Regions from separate parts of the Zea mays genome. Here region 2 is linked to region 1. The links are chromatin contacts, called in public Hi-C maps. All regions are on one chromosome and are shown on one strand. Each heading gives the region's core, a stretch centred on a gene start, on an enhancer-like site or on the middle of the called end of the contact. The rest is flanking DNA. Distances are from core to core; before and after follow the strand shown. Region 1 overlaps LOC103631890. Region 2 holds the start of LOC103633644.

Evidence for each region. A called contact is a pair of places that touch in the nucleus more often than the background predicts.
Region 2: a contact with region 1 is called in a Hi-C map of leaf, with 3 times the contacts expected there. The contact joins the promoter of LOC103633644 here to the enhancer-like site in region 1. A contact is called at or near these places in 5 of 25 Hi-C or Micro-C datasets (ear, endosperm, leaf and 1 more).

Annotation. Positions count from the first base shown.
Region 1 is chr7:2,270,272-2,276,886 of Zm-B73-REFERENCE-NAM-5.0, reverse strand. The region is part of intron 1 of LOC103631890; the gene reads left to right. Among protein-coding and RNA genes, the nearest start is that of LOC103631890, 14 kb to the left of the region's middle. Within about 2 kb of position 5,221, at least 6 of the 20 cell types and tissues checked have an H3K27ac peak or open chromatin away from gene starts, as enhancers often do. A contact at or near this core is called in leaf, where this site is marked.
Region 2 is chr7:2,337,863-2,344,550 of Zm-B73-REFERENCE-NAM-5.0, reverse strand. It overlaps LOC103633644, which reads left to right and starts at 2,311. Exons shown (of 2, transcript XM_008655363.4): 1 at 2,311-2,875; 2 at 2,988-4,204. The coding sequence starts at 2,660. The coding sequence ends at 4,010.

The DNA.
Region 1 (6,615 bases), core at 3,972-6,471:
CAGACGGGAAGGTCGAGTTGTCCGAGGGGCTGGACGCGCTTCCCGGGGATGATCCCGTGGAAAGGCGCAGTGCCTGCCCGGACCGAGGACAGATCAACACGCAGGAGCCCGAGGGTCTCGGCGTAGATGATGTTGAGGCTGCTGCCTCCGTCCATGAGGACCTTGGTGAGCCTGACGTCGCCGATGATGGGGTCGACAATGAGCGGGTATTTCCCCGGGCTCGGCACGTGGTCGGGGTGGTCGGCTTGGTCGAAGGTGATGGGCTTGTCGGACCAGTCTAGGTAGACTGGCACCGCCACCTTCACCGAATAGACCTCCCGACGCTCTTGCTTGCGGTGCTGAGCCGAGGCGTTTGCCGCTTGCCCACCGTAGATCATGAAGCAGTCGCGGACCTCGGGGAACTCTCCTGCCTGGTGATCTTCCTTCTTGTCATCGTCGCGAGCCCTGCCACCCTCCGCGGGTGGCCCAGCCCTGTGGAAGTGGCGCCGAAGCATGGCGCACTCCTCAAGGGTGTGCTTGATGGGCCCCTGATGATAGGGGCACGGCTCCTTGAGCATCTTGTCGAAGAGGTTGGCACCTTTGGGAGGTTTCCGAGGGTTCTTGTACTCGGCGGCGGCGACAAGGTCCGCGTCGGCGGCGTCGCGTTTCGCTTGCGACTTCTTCTTGCCCTTCTTCTTGGCGTCGCGCTGAGTTGATGCCTCGGGGGCATCTTCCGGTGGGCGGCCCTGGGGCTGCTTGTCCTTTCGGAAGATAGCCTCAACCGCCTCCTGGTCAGAGGCGAACTTGGTGGCGATGTCCATCAGCTCGCTCGCCCTGGTGGGGGTCTTGCGACCCAGCTTGCTCACCAGGTCGCGGCAGGTGGTGCCGGCGAGGAACGCGCCGATGACATCCGAATCGGTGATGTTGGGCAGCTCGGTGCGCTGCTTCGAGAATCGCCGGATGTAGTCCCGGAGAGACTCTCTCGGCTGCTGTCGGCAGCTTCGGAGGTCGCAGGAGTTTCCAGGGCGCACGTACGTGCCCTGGAAATTGCCGGCGAAGGCTTGGACCAGGTCGTCCTAGTTGGAGATCTGCCCCAGAGGCAGGTGCTCCAACCAGGCGCGAGCGGTGTCGGAGAGGAATAGGGGGAGGTTGCGGATGATGAGGTTGTCATCGTCCGTTCCACCCAGTTGGCAGGCCAGCCGGTAGTCTGTGAGCCACAGTTCCGGTCTCGTCGCCCCCGAGTACTTTGTGATAGTAGTCGGGGTTCGGAATCGGGTCGGGAACGGCGCCCGTCGTATGGCGCGGCTGAAAGCCTGCGGACCGGGTGGTTCGGGTGAGGGACTTCGATCCTCCCCGCTGTCGTAGCGTTCCCCACGCCTGGGGTGGTAGCCTCGGCGCACCCTCTCGTTGAGGTGGGCCCGACAGTCGTGGTGATGGTGCTCGTTGCCGAGGCGACCCGAGGCCGCAGGCGCTGTGTTGCGCGTGCGCCCGGTGTGGACCGAGGCTTCCCGCATGAATCGGGAAGTCACGGCGCGATGTTCCGAGGGGTACCCCTGCCTTCGGGAGGCGGAGCTTTCGGCCCGTCGGACCGCGGTGCCCTCCAGGAGATTCTTGAGCTCTCCCTGGATTCGCCGCCCCTCGGTGGTTGTTGGCTCCGGCATCGAGCGGAGAAGCATTGCCGCTGCAGCCAGGTTCTGGCCGACTCCACTGGAAGCGGGTGGCGACCTCACCCTGACATCGTTAGCGATGCGGTGCTGGAAGCCCTAGGGTAGATGACGCACTTCCCCGGCCGGAGGTTGGCCCGCCCATTCGTGCCCGACGTCCCGATGGATCGGCTCAAGTGTTCCTGCTCCCTCGTCGAGCCTGGCCGGCACCCCGCGGATTTGCTCGAGCTGTGGGTCATGACCCCCCGCCTGAACGGGGACCATAGCTAGCTCCCGTAGGATGTCAACGCGAGGCACAGGCCTAGGGAGATCACTGTTCTCCGGCATACCAAGATGGTTGCCTTCGGAGGGACCCCCTAGATCGACGTGGAAACATTCATGACTTGGGCCGCAGTCCACGTCGTCGTGGCTGCGGCTACCGTCGGAACAGTCGGAAAGGCAGTAGTCGCATGCGGTCATGAAGTCCCGCATGGCACTGGGGTTACCAAGTCCGGAGAAATCCCAACAGAAGTCGGGCTTGTCATCTTCCTTGGACCCCGAGGGCCCGTAGGTCGAGACGTCCGTCAGCCGGTCCCAGGGTGACCGCATACGAAACCCCAGAGGGTTTGGATTTGCCTCTATGAGAGCGTCCGCCAAAGCGAAGTCGCTTGGCGGGTCGAGGCTGAATCCAAAGGGCGTGAGATGGGAATCGGTGGGTACCTCTTGGTCGACGGGCGGTGACGAAGTCACGTCAGGGACTGACTGCACCATCGTCTCAGGTACGAGGGTGACGCCCAGCAAGCCTTTCGCGAGCGTGCTGGCGTCGTCCGTTTGCTTGGAATTGGCGTGTTGCGGGGAGACGGCGCTCGTCTTCGTCTCAAACGCGAGGTCGATGCCCGACGTGCCCCCCGTTGGGGCGCCGGCGCCGTCGACTTGCTCGACAGCCGACGAGGTGCCGCCTCCTGCTTGGCCTTGGTTTCCCCGCCTCCTCCTCTGTCGGCGGGGGAGAGGGCGGGGTGAGCTCGAATGTTGTTCTTCCACCACGCGGGGTAGACGTCGTCGATTCCGCCGCCGGCGGGCGGGCTATCGGCCGCCATTGTCGCTGTCGTACGGCGGGGGAAGGAGTATCATGTCATAGCTGCCGTCGAGGGACATGAACTCAAGACTCCCGAAACGGAGCACCGTCCCGGGCTGAAAAGGTTGCTGGAGACTGCCCATCTGGAGCTTGACGGGAAGCTGTTCGTCAACACGCAGCAGGCCCCTACCTGGCGCGCCAACTGTCGGCATTTCGAGACCGGGGGGGTCCCTGGACCGACGAGTGAAATGTCGCCGCGTGCCCCAACCCAGATGGGTCGGCGCGAGACGGAGCGCGAAGGGGGGAAAAAGGCAGCCGGAGAGAGAGAGAGGTGGAAATCCCGCGGCCCTCGTGTTTGTCCTGCGCCCAGGTCGGGTGCGCTTGTAGTAGGGGGTTACAAGCGTCCACGCGGGAGGGGAGCGAGCGGCCTCACGTGAGCGTCTGTCCCGTCCTCTTCCCCGCGCGGCCAACCCTCTGTAAGAGGGCCCTAGTCCTTCCTTTTATAGGCGTAAGGAGAGGATCCAGGTGTACAATGGGGGGTGTAGCAGAGTGCTAACGTGTCTAGCGGAGGAGAGCTAGCGCCCTAAGTACATGCCATCGTGGCAGCCGGAGAGGTTTTGGCACCCGGTTCGTGTGGTGTCGTGGCCGTCGGAGGAGCGCTGGAGCCTGGCGGAAGGACAGCTGTCGGAGCTGTCGAGTCCTTGCTGACGTCCTCTTGCTTCCGTAAGGGGGCTGAGAGCCGCCGTCGTCATAGAGCGTGCGGGGCGCTATCATTGCTTGTCTGGCGGAGCGAGCCAGACGGGACGCCGGTCTTGTTTCCCGTAGCCTGAGTCAGCTTGGGGTAGGGTAATGATGGCGCCTCTTATTGACGTGGTCGGTCCGTGCCCTAGGTTGGGCGATGTGGAGGCTCCTCCGAGGTCGAGGTCGAGTCTGTCTTCCGAGGCCGAGGTCGAGTCCGAGCCCCTGGGTCGGGCGAGGCAGAGACCGTCGGCTGAGGCCAGGGCTGAGTCCGAGCCCTGGGGTCGGGCGAAACGGAGTTCGTCGTCTTCCGGGGCTGAGCCCGAGTCCGAGCCCTGGGTCGGGCGGAGCGGAGTTCGCCGTCTTCCGGGGCTGAGCCCGAGTCCGAGCCCTGGGTCGGGCGGAGCGGAGTTCGCCGTCTTCCGGGGCTGAGCCCGAGTCCGAGCCCTGGGTCGGGCGGAGCGGAGTTTCCTATGGTGCCTGAGGCCGGGCTTGACTGCCTGTCAGCCTCACTCTATCGAGTGGCACAGCAGTCGGAGCGGCGCAGGCGGCGCTGTCCTTCTGTCAGGCCGGTCAGTGGAGCGGCGAAGTGACTGCGGTCACTTCGGCTCTGTCGACTGAAGGGCGCGCGTCAGGATAAAGGTGTCAGGCCACCTTTGCATTAAATGCCCCTGCGATTTGGTCGGTTGGCGTGGCGATTTGGCCATGGTTGCTTCTTAGCGAAGACTGGGCCTCGGGCGAGCCGGAAGTATGTTCGTCGCTGGAGGTGGGCCTCGGACGAGATGGAGATCCTCCGGGGTCGGCTGCCCTTGCCCGAGGCTAGGCTCGGGCGAGGCATGATCGAGTCCCTTGAATGGACCGATCCCTGACTTAGTCGCACCCATCAGGCCTTTGCAGCTTTGTGCTGATGGGGGTTACCAGCTGAGAATTAGGAGTCTTGAGGGTACCCCTAATTATGGTCCCCGACAAAACTATTTACAAAGTGGAATTTAAAATAATAAGTGAGATAAGATGTGAGATAGGGAGGCTGCCAGAGATAGCCTTACCACCCACTAGTAGAAAAAGGCTCAAAGTTGCGCCGCAGTATATTTTTACAGGCGAATTCGATTATCAACCGTCTGTAGTATTTTTAGTGATGGTTCCTTAATAAAACCGTCACTAGAAATCGTATTTCTACAGGTGGTTTTCTTAAGTAACCGCATGTAGAAATACGATTTCTAGTGGCGGTTTTCTTAAGGAATCGTCACTAGAAATAATTTTTATCCTTAATTTTTTGAGTTTTTAAACAACCTCGTATGATGAAACTACCAAAATAAAAGTTGTATATCTCTAAAAGTTATAAAACTTTGTAGTTGACAACTTATCTATTAGACATTATTTCGGCTCTCAAAAATTGCATCTAAATTTGTCAAATTTAAAAGTCAAATTTTGCAAACGACCTCGGATGAAAAAATGTCAAAACGAAAGTTGTATAACTTCAAAAGTTGTACAACTTTGTAGTTGACAACATTTTTATCTGAAAGTTAAAATCGGAGTAGCAATATTCTACACGTTGAGACAAAACTTTAGGCTCGAGAACCACTAAAATCGGAGTTAAAATGAATTAGATATAAATTTTCTAGGCTTTTAGAATTAATTTTATACTAGAAATTAAATTTCAAAGTTTATTTATATAAATTTTAAAACTACAAGACCTCGGGTTCAAATATTTAGGAGCGCATGGTGCTCGGTGTAAAATCTAGGACCTATATGCATTGATCTTTACATAAAGGTGGACTGTGGGTTGATTCGACCAAAGAGCAGGGGATCTTTAGTATATTTTCACGGCTGAAGGGGTATCTTGTGTTCTGGATCGCTTGATCAGAAACCAATGGCCTTAAATCCTGGATCAACAGCTAAAGGGGTATATTGGTTATGAATCGATATGCTATCATCACCTTTAGATCCCGGATCAACTTTCCACACATGACCATGTCCTGCTCTAATCCCGCCTTTCTAATCCAACATTTACGGTTCAGATATAATGTGGTGAAGGGGTGATTGGCGTTCTAATCCTAGTTGTTGCCTCTCCGATCAACGCCCCAAGTTCATCCCCTCCTTCCCTAGGTGGAACGCGGTAGCGCACGTGTTGTCCGCGGCGGCGCCCTCATCAGAGTTCAGTGAAATGACGCCCAAGTGCTCGGCGCTCTAGACGAAATGGTGCTACATGACGCTGGGGGCTAGCGAAACGTGTCGACATGTTCTTACCTGGAGAGATGGTGCCAATACTGATGTCCATGACGCAGGGCGGCTTGCGACGATGGTATTGGTTCGGTGAGCAATTCCTCGGGGGCCTGACTTCTTCTTCGTACGTGTCACACCCGGTTTTGGAAGGCAAACCGAATGCGAACCATGTACGTGCCAGGATCAGAAACTCGCGTACACAACGATTACATAATTGGACATCATCACACATTACTCAAAGTAAATAGCGGAAAGGTACTTTATTACATCAAGATGTCCAATACATCCACATAGTCTATAACATAGTCATTAACATAATCAAAGTGTGGAATATGAAGCGTAGAAGATAGGGCCTTCATAGGAAGCTGACTGGGGGTTTGCCACTAAGATAATTAGAACTCGTTGTAGTCCTGAAACTCCTCAGAGTCCTCCATGTTGCCAGCATCTCCTCCTAAGCACTGAATACAGTGGGGACAACCTAGGGTGGGGTGATTTTTAAAGCAAGGGTGAGTACACATCAACGTACTCAACAAATGTCCTGTTTGACTAAAGTGGACTAGCTATGTATGGAGTTAAGATTAAACAGTAGCTTTTAGTTGGTCACATATTTATTACTATTAATAGAGCCAAGTTTTAGTAATAAACCCAATTATTACCCAAATGTACTCCCTCCAAGAGGAAATACCAGAGATCTTAATTATGACCATCATCATTAAACATCATCATAAAAGTATCCAAAGTTCTTCTAATCAAAGAGGATCCCAAGGCCGCTCTTAACTATGAGCTCGGCTGATATACCAGTTTCTAACACTCTGTAGAGGTTTCATATTTTACCCACGAGTCGTGATCCCTTTTTGCCTCGGGTCGATCAAACCCTCAAACACTACCAAGGTGAGTCGGCAAGGTTTCACTACGTAGCCTTTACAAAGACTCCCTTGGTGCATAGCTGCTCATTAG
Region 2 (6,688 bases), core at 1,062-3,561, 71 kb before region 1:
GGACACCTATACTTAATTATTTGCAAAATCCCAATATCAGGACAGATAAGAACATTCGGCGAACAACTTTCAAGTATGTTTTGATGAGTGATGAACTTTACCGCCGAACGGTTAATGATGTCCTGCTTAAGTGCTTGGGCCCAGATGATGCTATATTAGCCATGGCCGAAGTACATGAAGGGATTTGTGGTACCCATCAATCAGCTCCAAAGATGAAGTGGTTGTTGCGAAGGTCTGGTTTTTATTGGCCTAGTATGACAACTGATTGTTTCAAGTACTACAATGGGTGCCAAGTGTGTCAAAAATTCGGCGACCTACAGTTGGTCCCTGCAGCCGAATTACATCCTATCATCAAGCCTTGGCCATTCAGAGGATGGGGATTAGACTTTATTGGAGAAATTCATCCTTCATCATCAAAGGGGCATCAGTTTGTGTTAGTTGCCACTGACTATTTCACCAAATGGACTGAAGCCGTTGCTCTAAAGAACATGACGCACAAGGAGGTAATTGAGTTCATAACTGAGCATATTATTCATAGATTCGGCATTCCCCAGACCTTGACTACAGATCAAGGTACTTCTTTTATGTCAAAGGAGGTACGTGAATTTGCTGAATTATACAGAATTAAGCTGCTTAATTCGTCTCCATATTATGCTCAGGCCAATGGACAGGCCGAGTCTAGTAATAGGACATTGATTAATTTGATAAAGAAAAAGGTATCTGATAATCCTAGACATTGGCATAAGATTTTGTCTGAAGCTTTATGGGCTCATAGAATATCTAAGCATAGTGCTACTAAAGTATCTCCTTTTGAGCTTGTCTATGGGCAGGAAGCAGTGTTACCTGTGGAAATAAGTTTGAATGCTGTCAGGTTTGCCAGACAAAATGATCTAACTACTACTGATTATTATAATTCAATGATGGATAATATTGATGAGGTGACCGACAAGAGGATGATAGCTTTGGGAGCAATAGAAAAGGACAAGATCATGGTAGCTAGGGCCTACAACAAAAAGGTCAAAGCAAAATCATTCCAAGTAGGAGACTTGGTGTGGAAGACCATTCTGCCTCTAAGGAATAAAGACCGAAAGTTCGGGAAATGGTCGCCAAGCTGGGAGGGTCCTTATAAAGTGAAACAGGTGATGTTTGGTAACGCTTATTTACTACAAACATTACAAGGCAAGGATTTACCTAAGGCTTTGAATGGGCGTTTCCTCAAACAGTACCATCCTAGTATGTGGCAAGATGCCTAAGAAAACCGATGTGATCACATCGAGTTAGTTGCTTTTGGTTCGCCCAGCTCCACCAAAAGGCAGGGGGGCATATGTTCGAACCGGTTTTGAGCCGGCGGACGGTCCGGCCCTGAGGCCGGACGGTCCGCGGTCCGGACGGTCCGCGCGTGCGCAGAACAGATTAGGGTTCCGAGTTTTGTGCTACGGTTGTTAGCTATATTCGCGGGATTAGCTCGGAATCAGTTGTGTAAAGGGTCCAGCCCCCCTCCTCTATAAATAGAGAGGTCTACGGCCGATTTGTAATCATCAACAATCGAATCAATACAACTTTTATTCGCATTTTATCCTAGGAGTAGTTTTAGTCTAGTTTAGGTTTAGCCACTCGATCCCCAAATTCTCCGCCTCTCCTCGACTCTACGTCGATTAGAGGAGTCTAGGTCGGCCTGCCCGAGCCTAGACAACCCCTAGGATCTCTCCTCCCCGACGGGGTCCCTCCCGGGAGCGAGATCCAGGCGCCGCCGGCGATCTTCCGCCGCCCCTGCGTACGCGCGGACCGTCCGGCCCTAGGGCGCGGACCGTCCGGCCGTCAGGCAGAGAAGCCCTAGCCGCGCACCAGGCCGCGGACCGTCCGGCCCCAGGCCGCGGACAGTCCGCCCCTGCGCAGAGAGTACCACCGCGCCTCGCACCAGGCCGCGGACCGTCCGGCCCCTGCGCGCGGACCGTCCGCCCCTGTGCAGAGGGCACCGCCACGGTTTTTGTTGAGTGTTTGGCGCTCCGAAAAGGCGTCAACAATTCCTCTGAAATTTCTGTGGTATACCGCCTAATTAAGAGTCTCGCATATATTACCGAAAAAAAACGAAAAAGCCAAGGGTGGGGGTACGTGTAGTTCAAACGGAATGAGGAGGAAGCGGAGGGAGGAAGAGACAAGCACGCACAAGCGGGGGCGCTGGGCCCGGGCGACCACTTCCTGTGGAGCCCACCTCGAGGTTGTGCGTTGCCATTGCCACCAAAGTACCGCACTGCACTACCGCTAGCTGGTACGTAACGTAGCAATCCTATGCTATGGGCTATGGCACAACCCCCACTCAGCTAGAGGATAGAGGCACTAGTACACTATAGCCTCGTCTCCATCAAGCAACGGGAGGCGTCGTCTCGTTTCCCCGCCTGCCTCTCTCTCTGTTCCAATTCCAATCCATCAGTTTCTTTCCTTCCTCCTGCTCCGGCGCAGTTTCTCCTCGACCTCGGTATAATTACCTGGCACTCACTCCACTACCCCCACTCCGGAGGAGGAGCTGAACCGCCCGCCGCCAGATTCGCACCTATATATATATACAGAGAGTCAGAGACACGAGTGACAGAGAGAGTACCTGGCCAGCGAGCTCGTCACGTACGTACGTGGCAGGTCGAGCAGTTGCGCACTCGTCTCAATGGTGGTGGTGGTGTCAGCGGCGGCAGCGGAGGAGGAGGAGGAGGACGTGACGGTGCGCGAGTTCGACGGCGCCAGCGACCACGACCGCGCCGCCGTGGAGCGCCTGGAGCGCGCCTGCGAGGTCGGCCCCAGCGCCGGCAAGCTCTGCCTCTTCACCGACCTCCTCGGCGACCCGCTGTGCCGCGTCCGGCACTCCCCGGCCTTCCTCATGCTCGTACGTTGTTATCCTGCCTGCCTGCCGCGGACCATCGGTATCCTAGCATGATCGATCGATCGCGGTCGCTGAAGCGCACGGTTTCGGTGGATGCCTTGCCTGCCTGCCGCAGGTTGCCGAGTCCGGCGCGGGCGGCGAGGTCGTGGGCGTGGTGCGCGGGTGCGTGAAGACCGTGGCGTGCGGGCGGCGCGGGCGGGACGACGAGCTCGAGCTCTTCTCCAAGGTGGGCTACCTGCTGGGCCTGCGCGTGTCGCCGGCTCACCGGCGCCGCGGCGTGGCGCGCGCGCTGGTGGCGCGGATGGAGGAGTGGTTCCGGCAGGCGGGCGCGGAGTACGCGTACGTGGCGACGGACCGCGCCAACGAGCCCTCGGTGCGGCTCTTCACCTCCCGCTGCGGGTACGCCAAGTTCCGCGCCCCGTCCGTGCTGGCGCACCCGGTGTTCCGGCACGACCTGGCCCCGCCGCGCCGCGCCGCGGTGGTCCGGCTGTGCCCCCGCGACGCCGAGCTGCTCTACCGCGCGCGGTTCGCGGGCGTGGAGTTCTTCCCGCGCGACATCGACGCCGTGCTGCGCAACCCGCTGTCGCTCGGCACGTTCCTGGCGGTCCCGGACGCGCGCGCGTGGCCCGGCGGCGGCGGCGCCGGCGCCGAGCCGTTCCTGGCGTCGCCGCCGGCGTCGTGGGCGGTGTGCAGCGTGTGGAACTGCAAGGACGCGTTCCGGCTCGAGGTGCGCGGGGCGCCGCGGCTGTGGCGGGCGGCGGCGCGCGCCTCGCGCGCCGCCGACCGCGCGCTGTCGCCGTGGCTCGCCCGCGTGCCGTCCGTGCCCGACCTGTTCCGGCCCTTCGGCATCCACTTCCTGTACGGGCTGGGCGGCGCCGGGCCCGACGCGCCGCGGCTGGCCACCGCGCTCTGCCGCCACGCGCACAACGCGGCGCGGCGCGCCGGCGCGCGCGTCGTGGCCACCGAGCTGGCCGCCTGCGACCCGCTCCGCGCCGGCGTGCCGCACTGGGCGCGGCTCGGCGCCGAGGACCTCTGGTGCATCAAGCGCCTCGCGGACGGGTACGGCGACGGCGCGCTCGGCGACTGGACCAAGGCGCCCCCCGGCGCCTCCATCTTCGTGGACCCGAGGGAGTTTTAGGCAGTTTTTTTTCTCCCTCCATGGAGGGATGTACATACAGGATCCAAAAAAGAGGGCGGGTAGCTTAATTTAGAGGAAATGAGATTAATTTAGAGTTTGAGTGTGCTGTTACAGTAACGCTTTTACATCACATCAATGGACAAGTTGCAAGCAAATCTTGTTTTATTTGCACCATCTCGAATGGATTCAGGATCGATTGATGCATGGTGATGATTGACACGCATGATCATGACTGGATCGGCAAGGCAATGACAAGGACGCCGCCTTAATAATGGCGTGCAAGTACAATTAATATCTATCCTCCACATAAACACTCCTGCTACTGTACATATATTCGGATTGAGAGGAAACGGAACGGTAGCTGTCTGGCAAGCATGCCGACACTCTGTCCCGGCAGACATTCCAAGCCAAGCCAACCCAATGATGGTGTCCTGTACAATGTTGTCGACATGTTGTACTGCAGCGACTGTTTCAAGAGAAGCCCGCTGTAACGTGTGACTGAGAATGGATTTGGCCCTGCCTACCTACTACTGCCTGCCAGTGCCAATCATTTGAACGCCTCAGCTCCTCTTTTTTTTTTTCCTATGCATGGGCAAAGCGATCATGCACGCACGCACGCAATTTGCTTCTACTCATGGAGCACGGGAATGGAGTACAACTGTTGCGATATGCTTCTCCTCATCCTGATCCACGCACGACCTGCCAGAAGAAAGATAAAAGAAGACAAGAAGAAATAAAAGGAAGCCCGGGCCCGCGAACTGGTCTGCGTGTGATTCGGCTTCGGGCAGCCCAATATCTGATTCGTGGCCCACGAATACGATAGGTCCATCGAGCTCAATTATTGGCCGGCTTCGTCTGCGTGCGTTCGCGCGTGCTCAAAAGTTGTTTGCTACTATCGTGTACTATCGGGATCTCCACATGACTGGACGCACCTCCATCCATCCGATAGGTTGCATGCCTTTTATACATTTCTTCTCCTCCTTTGCGTTGGTCACTCATTCTCAAATGTTATAAGTCAAGCAACACAAATGTTAATGGTAAGAGACCTTCGTCCTTTGAAACACTATATCCTTTAGAATATAATGATCTTCGGACGAAGGCTATGAAAGACAGATCTTCATCATATAAATATGTAAAAACAAGAATATATAAGACATAAAAGAACATGAATAATTATATTAAATCCTTAAATCATCAACATTTTCCTTACATGATCATGAACAAATATTAACGGTATTAAATTACATTTGTACCTTCGACTTGACAGAAGGTTGTAATACAAGAGTGACGTGCGAGTGATTATAAGTCAGCGTGAATAGTACGAGGTTACTATTCACCTATTTATAGGCACGGGACGTAGCCCGTCTGAAATTACATCCATGTCCTTGATACTTACTATTGACTAAGGAGTAATCTATCGAGGGCTGGGCAGTATATTCCCCTTTAGGTCGGTTCTATTCTCCATCGCTGCCCTTGCGCTAAGCCGAAGCTTCTTCATTCGTAGCTTCGGCGCTAGTTCATCCTTCTCCCAGACTGCGTCTTTCATACTGTGTACAGCTTCATCTTAAGACCGAAGGTTCCTGTGACAACATATTATACTCGAAAAGCATGTTAGTCGTGTTTTTGAGGATCTTTCGGAAGATGAAGGCCCCCAACAGTTGCCCCTCGCAGTATTAATTTGTTCTTGTAACAACGAATTCAGACTGCGACGCGAATAAAGGCCTTAAGCCGAAGGTCCGAAAAAACACCTTCCCTTCGCTAGAATAGCGAAAGTCAATGACGACATTTGGTATGCCATTTCTGCTCCTCGCGTTATTTTCTCAAACTTTTAATTCTCTTGCGACCAGCTCTTGCTTGATTTTTCAAACTTTGTGATAGACTGAAGTTTTGAAGAAATGTCTGAGGAGAAGAAGATTTCTAATGTGACGAAGGTGGCTGAGGAGAAGAAGGCTGTGGACCCGTTTATTGCTGGGTTTTATGAATCTATGGCAAAAACGAATACAGAGAAGATCACCAAGGAGATAATGGAGGATTTATCTGAAGATTCTGATGACAGTGATGACTTTGATGTGGAGAATGGAGACGAAGATTCTAAAGATCGGCCCTGGCGACCAAGCCATACTATCTTTGGAAAAATCGACCATTAAACAAAGTCAGGTTGACGCCATAAGGGGAAGGTACTTTGGTGATATGTCTATTGTGAGGATTGGAGGAGACAGCACCGCACCTGCTCCTGAAGAAAATGAAGTTGTTGTTTACCGAAGCTTTTTGAAGGCAGGCCTTCGGTTCCCATTGAGCTAATTCGTGGTTGAAGTGTTGAAAATATTCCAGATCTTTCTTCACCAAATTACTCCCGAAGCTATAATTAGGATGGGTTGTTTGTTTGGGCTGTAAGAAGCCAAGGGCTAGAACCGAGCGCAAAGTGTTTCTGCAATATACACGAACTATTGTATGAGACGAAGGCTACTTGGAAAGAACAGTATTACAACAACTTCGGTTGTTATGGATTTATTGCCCGTCCCAATGCAAGCTACCCTGTTCCAACATTTCGGAAAAGGTGGCCCGGGGCCTGGATGGAGGAATGGTTTTATGTCAAGAATAATCTGATTGAGAGGGAGGACATTAAGGAAATTATCCAGTGCCGGTCTGGTCTCGCTTTGGCCTTCGAAGGCCGAGGG